2 separate regions of the Anas platyrhynchos genome follow, and region 1 is linked to region 2. Evidence: chromatin contacts called from public Hi-C data. All regions are on one chromosome and are shown on one strand. The core of a region is the stretch at or near the end of the contact, and the rest is flanking DNA. Distances in the headings are between cores, read along the strand shown.

Region 1 (4,494 bases), core at 1,205-3,704, 200 kb before region 2:
CCTAGGGAGCAGCAGCCCCAGAACTTGGGCCCTGCAGCCCCACAGTGCCAACAAGGGAGCCCATTCCCTGCATCTTGGGGTAGGAAATGCCCCTTCTCAGCTGACTGCCCTAATGAGTATCACCTCATCAGCCAAACAGGCACTTGGGATGGCATGAATTGGCTTAACCAACCATCAGGAGACATTTTCCCCTTTGGGGCAGAAGCCATTAGCAGACCACACAGTATTTTCCAGCTTGTATTGGTCTGATTATATCCATCAGACAGGCTTTCATTGTGCTTTCCCCCCCAGGATTAAAGTACTTTTTGCTATCTGGGAAAGTACTTAACAGTGTAATTAAGTCACCAGGCCCTTCGTTTGATAAGGACTAAGCAGACTGAGTTCTCACATTCCCTCCCTGCATGGCATTTTGGCATTTCCTTCTAATGCTTTCCAAGTTTTCAGTATTCTTTTAAAGCCCCAATACTAAAGCTGTGTGGATGAATTTAGCATCTCTGGCCTTGCCCCTGCCCGAAGCAGGAAGGAATCACCTCCTGCCCTCGCACCCTGCCTGTAGCCATTCCTCCTGCCCACCTGGGAGCTGAGAGCAGAATGAAACCATCCCCACCCCACACGCTGCCACCCCCTTGCAGGCACCACGCTGCACCTATTTGACAGCAGAGCTGGACAAAGCCGTATCAGCTCACTGCAGGCACCCTGTTACAGCACCACACAACAGAAGGGTTTCTATATCCAGCATTACCTCTGAAAGCACAGGTACAATCAGAGGGCTTTCACCTCACCTGTTCCCACACCAGATGCTGCTGTGTGCTGCTGGGATTACTGCTAACCAGCAGGATGTGCTCCCTCCTGATGCTGCTCCCCGCGCACAGGGCAGCGTGCTAGCAGGTATTGCAGAGCCTGCTCAGGGAGAGGCAGAGATGGAATCTCATTTTAGGAGCACGCAGAGGGAAAAATAGTTTCTCCACGTATTAGGATAAAGTTACTTTTGGCTCAAGTTGATGCTGCACAGCCATTTCTGCTGGAACAGCTTCTTGCAGAAACCTCCCCATGGCTACAGCTACTCACAGACCTCAGGAACAGTTTGAACCCCCCTAAAAGAAGGAAAATTAAGCTTTTAGGAGGAAGAAACATTTCCATTCACGGCAGCAGCATTGCTCTCATTTCCGAGACTGAGTACTATGTACAAAGATTACCTCCCATCCTGTCCCCCAAAGTTCAGGACAAGAACATCTTTTAGCTTTTAAAGCCTCAGAGGTGGACATTTGTAGTGCCAGTCCTCGGTGCTCTCAACTAAAATAAGTGGGATTAAATGGTGTTAATTTAACTTAGTTGCACACTGATGTGAACTACTCTGAAGCTATATGTGAGGCAGAACATGTCCCAGGTGTCTGGGGACCAGCAGAGGGACACGGTCCTTGCGTGAACACTAAGTGGTGCTTCCTGATGCACAGCAGCACACGAGCCAGGGAGCAGCTGGCACAGGAGCTGAGAAGCCACTCCAGGATCAAAGGAGGCTGCAGAGGGCTCATCCTCACCTTGTCTGCTACAACCCGTTGCTGATGATGCACACCGAACCCTTCACACTGGTTACAGAAATATATAGGTACTCTTTCTTTCTGTAAGACATCTTACAGCTACAGCTGCTTGAGGGAAGCTGAAGCACCCCCCTGAGGTTTGGTGGCTGCAATAACCACTGGGGAACAAGCACTGCTCTCCCAGCTCCAGATCACAGCCACCTGCCAACTGCTCTTGCGAAGCCCCATGCCACCAGGATGCCCAGCAGCAGCTATCAGGCTGCAAACCACCCCCAAAAAGCAGCCAGGAGCTCCCCCAAGCCACCCCCACCCTCAGACAAGCACACAGCTGTCCTCAGCACAGGAGCAGGCTCTCACCTTATTTTACAGCAGCTACAGGTGGGTGTGGGGAGCAGCTTGGTTATTTGAAGGACTTATGGGACAGTCCTTGCACACAGAGCAGGACCTGCTGCATGCAGGACTCCTCTGGGTGCCCCGGGGCTGCTGCACACAGAGGCAGACCCTGCAACACCTCCAGCGAGTGCTCATGTCTGCTGCCAATATATTTTTAGGTGACTAAGACACCTTTGTTCAACAAAGTGAAAATTGCTTTATCTTGCAGCATAAAGCCTTGTCAAAGAGTAAAAAGCAGGTAACTGGCTTGACATGGTGGCCCCAAACCCATGCGTGACAGGCAGCGAAATAACAGCCCTTGGGCACTGAGTGTTTCTTCCACTTACAGGGCACTTTCAGTGCAGGAATGTACTACTTCTGTAAACCTGCCTTTAGTCCAAATGGAATCCAATCACAGAAGATACCACGGACACAAAGTTCTGACTAAAAGTTCAAAACAGTCACAAAGTGCCCTTGGTGTGGGCTCAGAAAGCTGTGATCAGCTTTGAATGCAAGAACCACTGCGTGCTCAGGAAACGGCCTCAAGTCGAGGTCAGTCCTGTGCGAGGGTGGCAAGAAGCCAGCTGCAGACTGACATCTGCTGAAGGTCCCCAAGGGACCCACAAGAAGCGGGACAGCTGGGATCAAGTACCCTCTGTGGGATGCTCAGGGTAACCCAGCAGCACCCCCCAGGCTCCCAGGTCCCATCCCAGAGCCCTACAGCCAGGAGGAGGGAGCCCAAAGGGGACCTCGAGAGGGCTGCAAGTGCCACATTGCTGCCAGCCCCCCCCAGAGCTCGAGGGATGCTCAGGAGCAAGAGCTAGGTACCCAACGGCAGCCAGCAGCACAGAAACAGGCTGATGGGAAGGGAGGCATCAGGCAACACAGCCAGCGAGGCAAAGATGCTTATTAATCTGAAAGCTGTCACAGGGAGCCTCATGGCACCTTCCTCCTGAGAGCAGAGCATGGCAGGCTCTCCAACCCACCTCATTAGTGCTTTGCCAGCCACAATGGGCCAGCTTTCAGAAATGCATCCCAGTTATCAGAGTCCAAAACAATCCCAACCAAGCCTGCTTCCCACTCCACAGTGTGTGTTGTGCCCACTGCCAGCTGGAGACTCATCCCTTCCCACCCCAGCACCACGCTGGCTTTCCCACAAGCAAAGAAAAGCAGCATCGCCCTTTTCAGCCTCGCCAACAGAACAAATCAGCACGCAGCAGTGCTATAATTGAGGCCATCTGCACCAGACATCAAGGTGTAGATGAACTTACGTGTTCATGGGGCTGATTTATTTGTAGGAGCTGTTAAAATATCTTCATTATCCCAACCTCTTGATGTTGCACATTAATAAAACTCAAGAGCCCAGATGAGCACACTTTGTTAGTGCTCCAACTAATCAATGCAAAAACCTCCTTGGAAACACGGGCAGCAGCACAGAGGAGTTGAGTGGTCTCAGGGTGCACTGATACCAGCACCAAGCAGCCCTTCACCCTTCCTTAGCACCTTCACACCCACTGCTCCAAGCCTCAGCACAAGGCTTCATTTGAAATGAAGACATTTCAAAGTACCAGGTGAACGCAAATGCCTCAGAAGGAAGTTATGAAACCTGAGCAAGAAGCATGACCCAGAGCCTTGAACTCTGAGCAGCAAGGCTCCTGTACCCCACGGCAGGCAGTGTTCGATGTCAGTCTGCTCGAGTGACCTGCAGGATGCCAAGGCAAATTGGGGAAACAAGAACAGCTTCAGCCATCCTTGCCAGATGGAAGTAATTCCGCATTTCCCCCAGCCTAGCGCAGTGCATCACTGAAGACAGACAGACTCTGGTTATTTTAACCGATCTGTCTGGAGTTGGTCCATGGTTCCCTGGCTTTTCACATGTAATTAGTAATGCACAGGTTTCGGTAAGTGATTTCAAACATGCTTAGAGAACCAGCAGCTCTAGAAATTCATGCAGTGATTACTGAAAGCCTGGATTCGTGTCATTACCTGGGACCTTCGTTAGCTCACTGCGTACCACAGCCCACGCAGCGAGGCTATGATCAGTTTTCCTGTTGCAGAGCCCCATCAGTGGAGTCGCAGCCTACAGGTGGTCACACCAAGACAATTCCTACAGCAAATTTATCAGACAGGAGAAAGTGAAATTTAAGCTCCTCCAGCCCTCAGCCATCAGAAGGCAGCAGTAGTAGCCAGTGAACCACAGCACACACACTGGTTATGCAGAAGCATTAACCACTTAGTCCCCAAAGTTCAGTTCTCAACAAGTTTTTTAAAACCTTGCCCTTACGCCTCCTCAGTCCAGTCCTTTAGCCCAGAAACCTACCTCAGAAATGACCTTTTTGGCCAAAAGTCTCTTGCCAATACCCCACCCGAGCTCCCAGTGGTATCACAGTACAGGAACCATCCCCAACATCATGAGCACCCCACAGCAGCAAGGACAAGCTGCAACACCTGGCCTCATTATCTTTCCATATGAAACCAAATACTTCCCTGTATATTTAAGGTCTGCCAAACCCAATTTTAAATGATTGCCAAATGCTCCTTTTTTATATTCTGCAGTAAATAGTTCAAGTTGTCAATATAATGC
Region 2 (4,870 bases), core at 581-3,080:
CGAGGTGCTGGAAGGCCCCTTGGGTAGGAGCCAAGAGGTGGCAGAGCTCTCCCTGGGCAGCATTTCTCATCGTGAGCACCAGGAGAGAAGCTCCCAGGCTGAAATTGGCTGCTCCGTCTCTCTGAGAGCTGTGGCCGTGCTCTCCCCGTTCCCTCCCCTGGCTGCTGCCCTGCAGTCACAGCCCGTGCTGCTGTCCCTTGCAGAGTGCCCTCCGGGAAACTTCCTCTGGCTCATCCCACTGCTCATTTTCCTGATCCTCCTCCTGGGGCTTCTGCTGCTGCTGTGCTGGAGGTTCTGCGCCTGCTGCAAGGTGAGTGACAAATTTCCCAAACCCATCCTGCCTCTACCGGGGCTGGGTCCTGATGGTGTCCAGCACCTGTTGCTGGCATCAAATGCTGTGTGATTTCCCCCACTAAAAGGATATCTGGCTAAAATCACCTTCCAGAGCCCCATTCATCCACCGCCCACCCAGCCCTGCTCCAGCCCTGCTGCTGTGAGCCCTCCCAGCTGGAGACTTGAGATTTTTACACCCTTGGCTGCAGAGTGACTGTGTGTTTGGTCATGTCTTTTCTAGGCTTGCCTGGCCCTGCTTCCCTGCTGTGCACGAGGTACCAGCCCTTTGAATGGGGGGGAGAGAGGGGTTTGTGGGGTCACTGCCTTCCTTGGGGGGAGGACACAAGTAGGGATCCCCTTGTGGGGTGTGGTAAATCAGGGCCATCTCCCAGCAGAGCCAAGCTGCTGCCCGTCCTCCCTGCCCCACAGCACTGACTCTGCCCCTGCTCTGCAGGTCGCACGGTTGGCTTCAAGGAGGACCACTACATGCTGCGCCAGAGCCTCATGTCCTCCGACCACCTGGACACCCCCATGGTCCGCAGCGGGTCCCTCAAGGGCCGGGACACCGTCCGCTGGAAGATCAACAACAATGTCCACAAGCAGGGCTTCGCCTCCCACACTGCCACCGCCAACCCCAAAGATCTCAGTGAGTGTCTCCGCCGGGGAATGGGACCCCAAGGAGGTGCTGTGGTGCCATAAAGGGCATGGACGCCATGGGATCTGGACACCATGTCCCCGCGTATATCAGGCATATCCCCACACATCCAGCTTTTGCTGGGTGATTTCTCTGACCGGGAGGGAAGAAACCTGACTGGGGCATTTCTCCTTGCAGTTCCCTACGGGCTGTCTCTGAGGCTGACCCGGCTTTTCACGCAGAACCTCACGAAGCCGGAGAGCCGGGAGTGCGAGCAGCTGCGCAAGGAAGTGGAGGAGAACGTAAGGGCCTGAGCACCTGGGGGGGCTTGGGGTGGGACTGGGCACAGCCACGGTGGTGGTGGCTGTGACACCTTCCCTGGACACTCAGTCCTTGAAATGAAGAAGAGATTTTTCCTGATTTTTTTTTTTTCCTCCTTCTGAAAGAAAACACAAACCTTAAGAATTATCAAAGCATCACGTTGATGAGGCTTGCTCCTGAAGCTCCTCTCTAGCTTCAGTTTGCAGCTTCTGGCTGTGTTCTGGGGATAAACCCCATGTCCATCTTGCTCCTTGCAGCTGAACGACATTTACAAGCACATCCCAGGCTGCCACAAGCTCCAGCAGACCAAGTTCAGGTGGGTCACTGGGGGGGGAGAACGCCTGTCTCGGGGTCAGGGTTGCCCCAGGGCACTGCTGATGAGGGAAGGGATGGGGAAGGGTGTGAAATCTGTGAGCTGGGAGGGAGCAGGGTCTGTGAGCCCTTCCCAACACAAACATGAGCCCAGTGAGGAGCTTCACCCACCGGAGGCCACGGGCTCTGCAGGGAGGTTTGGCACCGCTCCCCATGGCTGAATCCCGTGGGGCATCTGCCGCGGCTCAGACATGTGCAGGGCTGTGATTCACACAGAACTTTGTCTCCCCAGAAGCGTTACTCACTCTGATTTTATTTTATTTTTCCCCCTCAGGGTACAGCCCAATTCTGGGAAAAGGTAAGTGGAGCTTGCAGCCTTGTCTTTGCTGCTTCTCCCTTTTTGTGGGCAGGGGTGTGGGTGGCGGAGTGCCCTGCAAACCCGCTAACCCCTCCAGGTGCTGCGTGCGATGAGCAGACCTGGCCTCAGCTCTTCCCCTGCTTTTTGTTCCCCCGGCCACAGGCAGGACCACACCATCGTGGACACTGTGCTCACCGCCCCTCGCTCAGCCAAGATGGACATCATCAAAGTCACCGAGAAGCACGTCTCCCACGAGGCTTTCAACGACCTGAAGGTTTCGCCAGGTTATTACACCGTGACCTCGGATCAAGGTAGGGAGCGGAGCCCAGCACGGCGTCCTGGCCGGGCAGAGGGGGCATTTCCCACCTCTCACCGTCACCCTTTCCCCCAGATGCTCATGGGATGGTGGAGTTCCAAGAAGCCGTGGAGCTGGTGGATGTCCGTGTCCCGCTCTTCATCAGGGAGGATGATGATGATGAGAAGCAGCTGCAGGTGGAGGCCATTGACGTCCCCACCGGCATCGCGGAGATTGGACGCAGGCTGGTCAACATCACCATCATCAAAGAACAAGGTGAAGGGCAGCAGCCATGGCACGAGGCATGACCAAGGGCACTCGTGTTGGTTGGCCCCTTGTCCAGATGGACTCCTGTGGTTCCTAAGGAAGGTGTTGAGTTCCCCAGCATCACAAGCCAGAAATTTGCTTGGTGACTGCTATCTGAAGGCACCTGGGTCTAAACTAGAGCATCTTTTAAAGCATCCAAGGGAGGGCCATCATCCCTGATGGCAGGGACCAAAACGTTTGACCATCACAGGTTTTAAGTGCTATGTTGTGTGGCAGATCCAAGGTTGGCCACGTGCCTCTGCTGCTCCAGTTCTAAAGTTGTTGGAGTGATGCAGTGGAAGCCCTCATTGCTCTTTATGCTGTGCTTGGGGCAGGTGAACACCCCCAGTGATTTTCCTCTGCTTTCTGTGTGGTTGTTCTTTGGGCAGGGAGCAAGAGGACTGGTAAAGTCTCCAGTCCATGCAGTGGTATTTCTAATGCAGTTCATACCCATGGGTGGTAGGAAGTCTCTTCCCAAGTGCTCGTAATGCGATTTTTCATGCATTTGACACATTTGTTCTCTCCTGCCCTTCCAGCCAGCAGCCTCATCACCTTCTTGCAGCCAGCCTATTCCCACAGCCGCTTTGACAAGGTGGCCAAGATCCCTGTCCTGCGGGAGATCATAGACAACGGGAAGTCCCAAGTCACCTACAGGACCCGAGACCTCACCGCCAAGGACGGCAGGGTAAGGCCAATGCTCCTGGCCTTGGCAGGCAGGAACGAGCAGACACCAGGGAAGGAACCGACCCTAGGGCTGCAGGAAAACTGAGTTGGGTTCAAAGGGGACATGGCCAGGAGAAGGTGGACCCAAGGCTTTTGTGTAGCACAGGGACGGACACATTCTCCTCCATCCCTGATTCCTGCCCTCATTCCCTGTGCCTCAGGGACTTGAGAGGCTGCTTGGACCTCAGTCAGAGGGTGCCGGCTGCCCCCGAGCTGTGGGGCACTGGGAGGCCAGTGGAGGTTCACTGGGAGACGAGGGGAATCACTCTGGGAACCATCTCACGGGTGCTGCGTGCTCTGACCTCTCCCTCCTCCTCCAGGACTACGTCTTTGCAGAAGGCGACCTGATCTTCCAGCCCGGCGAGACCCGGAAAGAGGTGCAGGTCTCCTTGCTGGAGCTCACCGAAATAGACACCCTCCTGCACAACTGCCAGCTCAAGCAGTTCGCCATCGACCTCCTCCATCCCAAGTACGGCGCCAAGATCGGCCGCTACCCCCAGACCACGGTGACCATCGCTGACCCAGGTAGGGGCTGGCAGATGGCAGCAGGAGCTGGGGGACCCCAGCAGGACCTGCCCAGCCGGGTCCTGCAGAGCTCCAAGCCCTGCTGCTCACCCCAAGGGCAGGGATGAGGAGGTGCCTCCAGCTCCCACTGGTAGATTTGGGTCTCCCTCTAGAGGCTTGAGCGGGTATAGGCACTGGGTGGGAAGAGAATAGATGATCTACACTGCAAAAGGAAATAGAGGGCATTCTTCTTTCCTTTTCCTTGGGGATTTGAAGAAAAAGCTGTTAAAATAAAGGAGAGGCTCCCTTTCTGGGAGCTGTGCTTGGCGATTCCTGTGACTGTGGCCGTACAGAGCTGTAAGAGCTGCCAGCAAGTGGGTCAATTACAGAGAGATTTATCGTGGTAATAGCTAGGAAAACGGGATAAAAACAGTCCGTTGTCACTGGAGTAACCAGAGCAGCTTCCTGGAACAGGCAAGGCCTTGGTGGCTTTCTAGGAGAAACAAGGGGAGGGGATTTTTTGGGTAGACCTGTGTGGTGCCAGGAGTTGGGCTCGGTGATCCTTGTGGGTCCTTTCCAACTCGGGATATTCGGGGATTCTGTGACTTGAGAAGGCTCTGCCCATCTCCTGCTCCTCTCACGGCTGCACAGGGCAAGCAATCAAGATGTGGAAGCATTGTTAAATATATTCAGCCAGAGCTAAGGATTTTAAGCTGCAAGAAGCCAAGTTCTTCCTACCTGGGCAGATTGTGAGAAGCAGCAAGAGGTGCAGGACTTGGGGGGTCAGCGCCAGACCCTTGTGCCAGCTGGCTGTATGGTTTGGGGATGTCATCACTGAATGCCTCAGTCTCCCTTCCTTGTGATGGGGAAATACCCTTCTGAAATGCTCTGAGAAGTTCACTCATTAATGGCCAGGCAGTGATGGGAAGAGGCACATTTCCTTCTTTTCCATCCTCGCGGGGCACTGGCACTGATGTGCTCTCTTCCTCGTGTCTGCAGAGGTGGTGGATGGTGTCCCCCCACTGACTGGCATGGGCCAAGTCACGCAGTCCCCCAAAGGCCGCCTGGGTGCACCGCTGAATCC

What was found. Hi-C and Micro-C count contacts between places; a contact is called where the count stands out from the background.
Region 1: a contact with region 2 is called in a Hi-C map of liver, with 2.2 times the contacts expected there. The contact joins two enhancer-like sites. A contact is called at or near these places in 2 of 8 Hi-C or Micro-C datasets (liver and skeletal muscle).

The regions. Positions count from the first base shown.
Region 1 is chr19:9,095,056-9,099,549 of IASCAAS_PekinDuck_T2T, reverse strand. The region is part of intron 1 of LOC139999067 (a long non-coding RNA gene); the gene reads right to left. Among named protein-coding and RNA genes, the nearest start is that of TSEN54, 6.1 kb to the right of the region's middle. Within about 2 kb of position 2,454, at least 2 of the 8 cell types and tissues checked have an H3K27ac peak or open chromatin away from gene starts, as enhancers often do.
Region 2 is chr19:8,893,036-8,897,905 of IASCAAS_PekinDuck_T2T, reverse strand. ITGB4 (integrin subunit beta 4) reads left to right here. Exons shown (of 41, transcript XM_027471297.3): 18 at 204-310; 19 at 575-608; 20 at 788-979; 21 at 1,166-1,269; 22 at 1,546-1,604; 23 at 1,935-1,958; 24 at 2,121-2,269; 25 at 2,350-2,529; 26 at 3,096-3,244; 27 at 3,603-3,807; 28 at 4,786-4,870. Among named protein-coding and RNA genes, the nearest start is that of GALK1, 18 kb to the right of the region's middle. Within about 2 kb of position 1,830, at least 1 of the 8 cell types and tissues checked has an H3K27ac peak or open chromatin away from gene starts, as enhancers often do.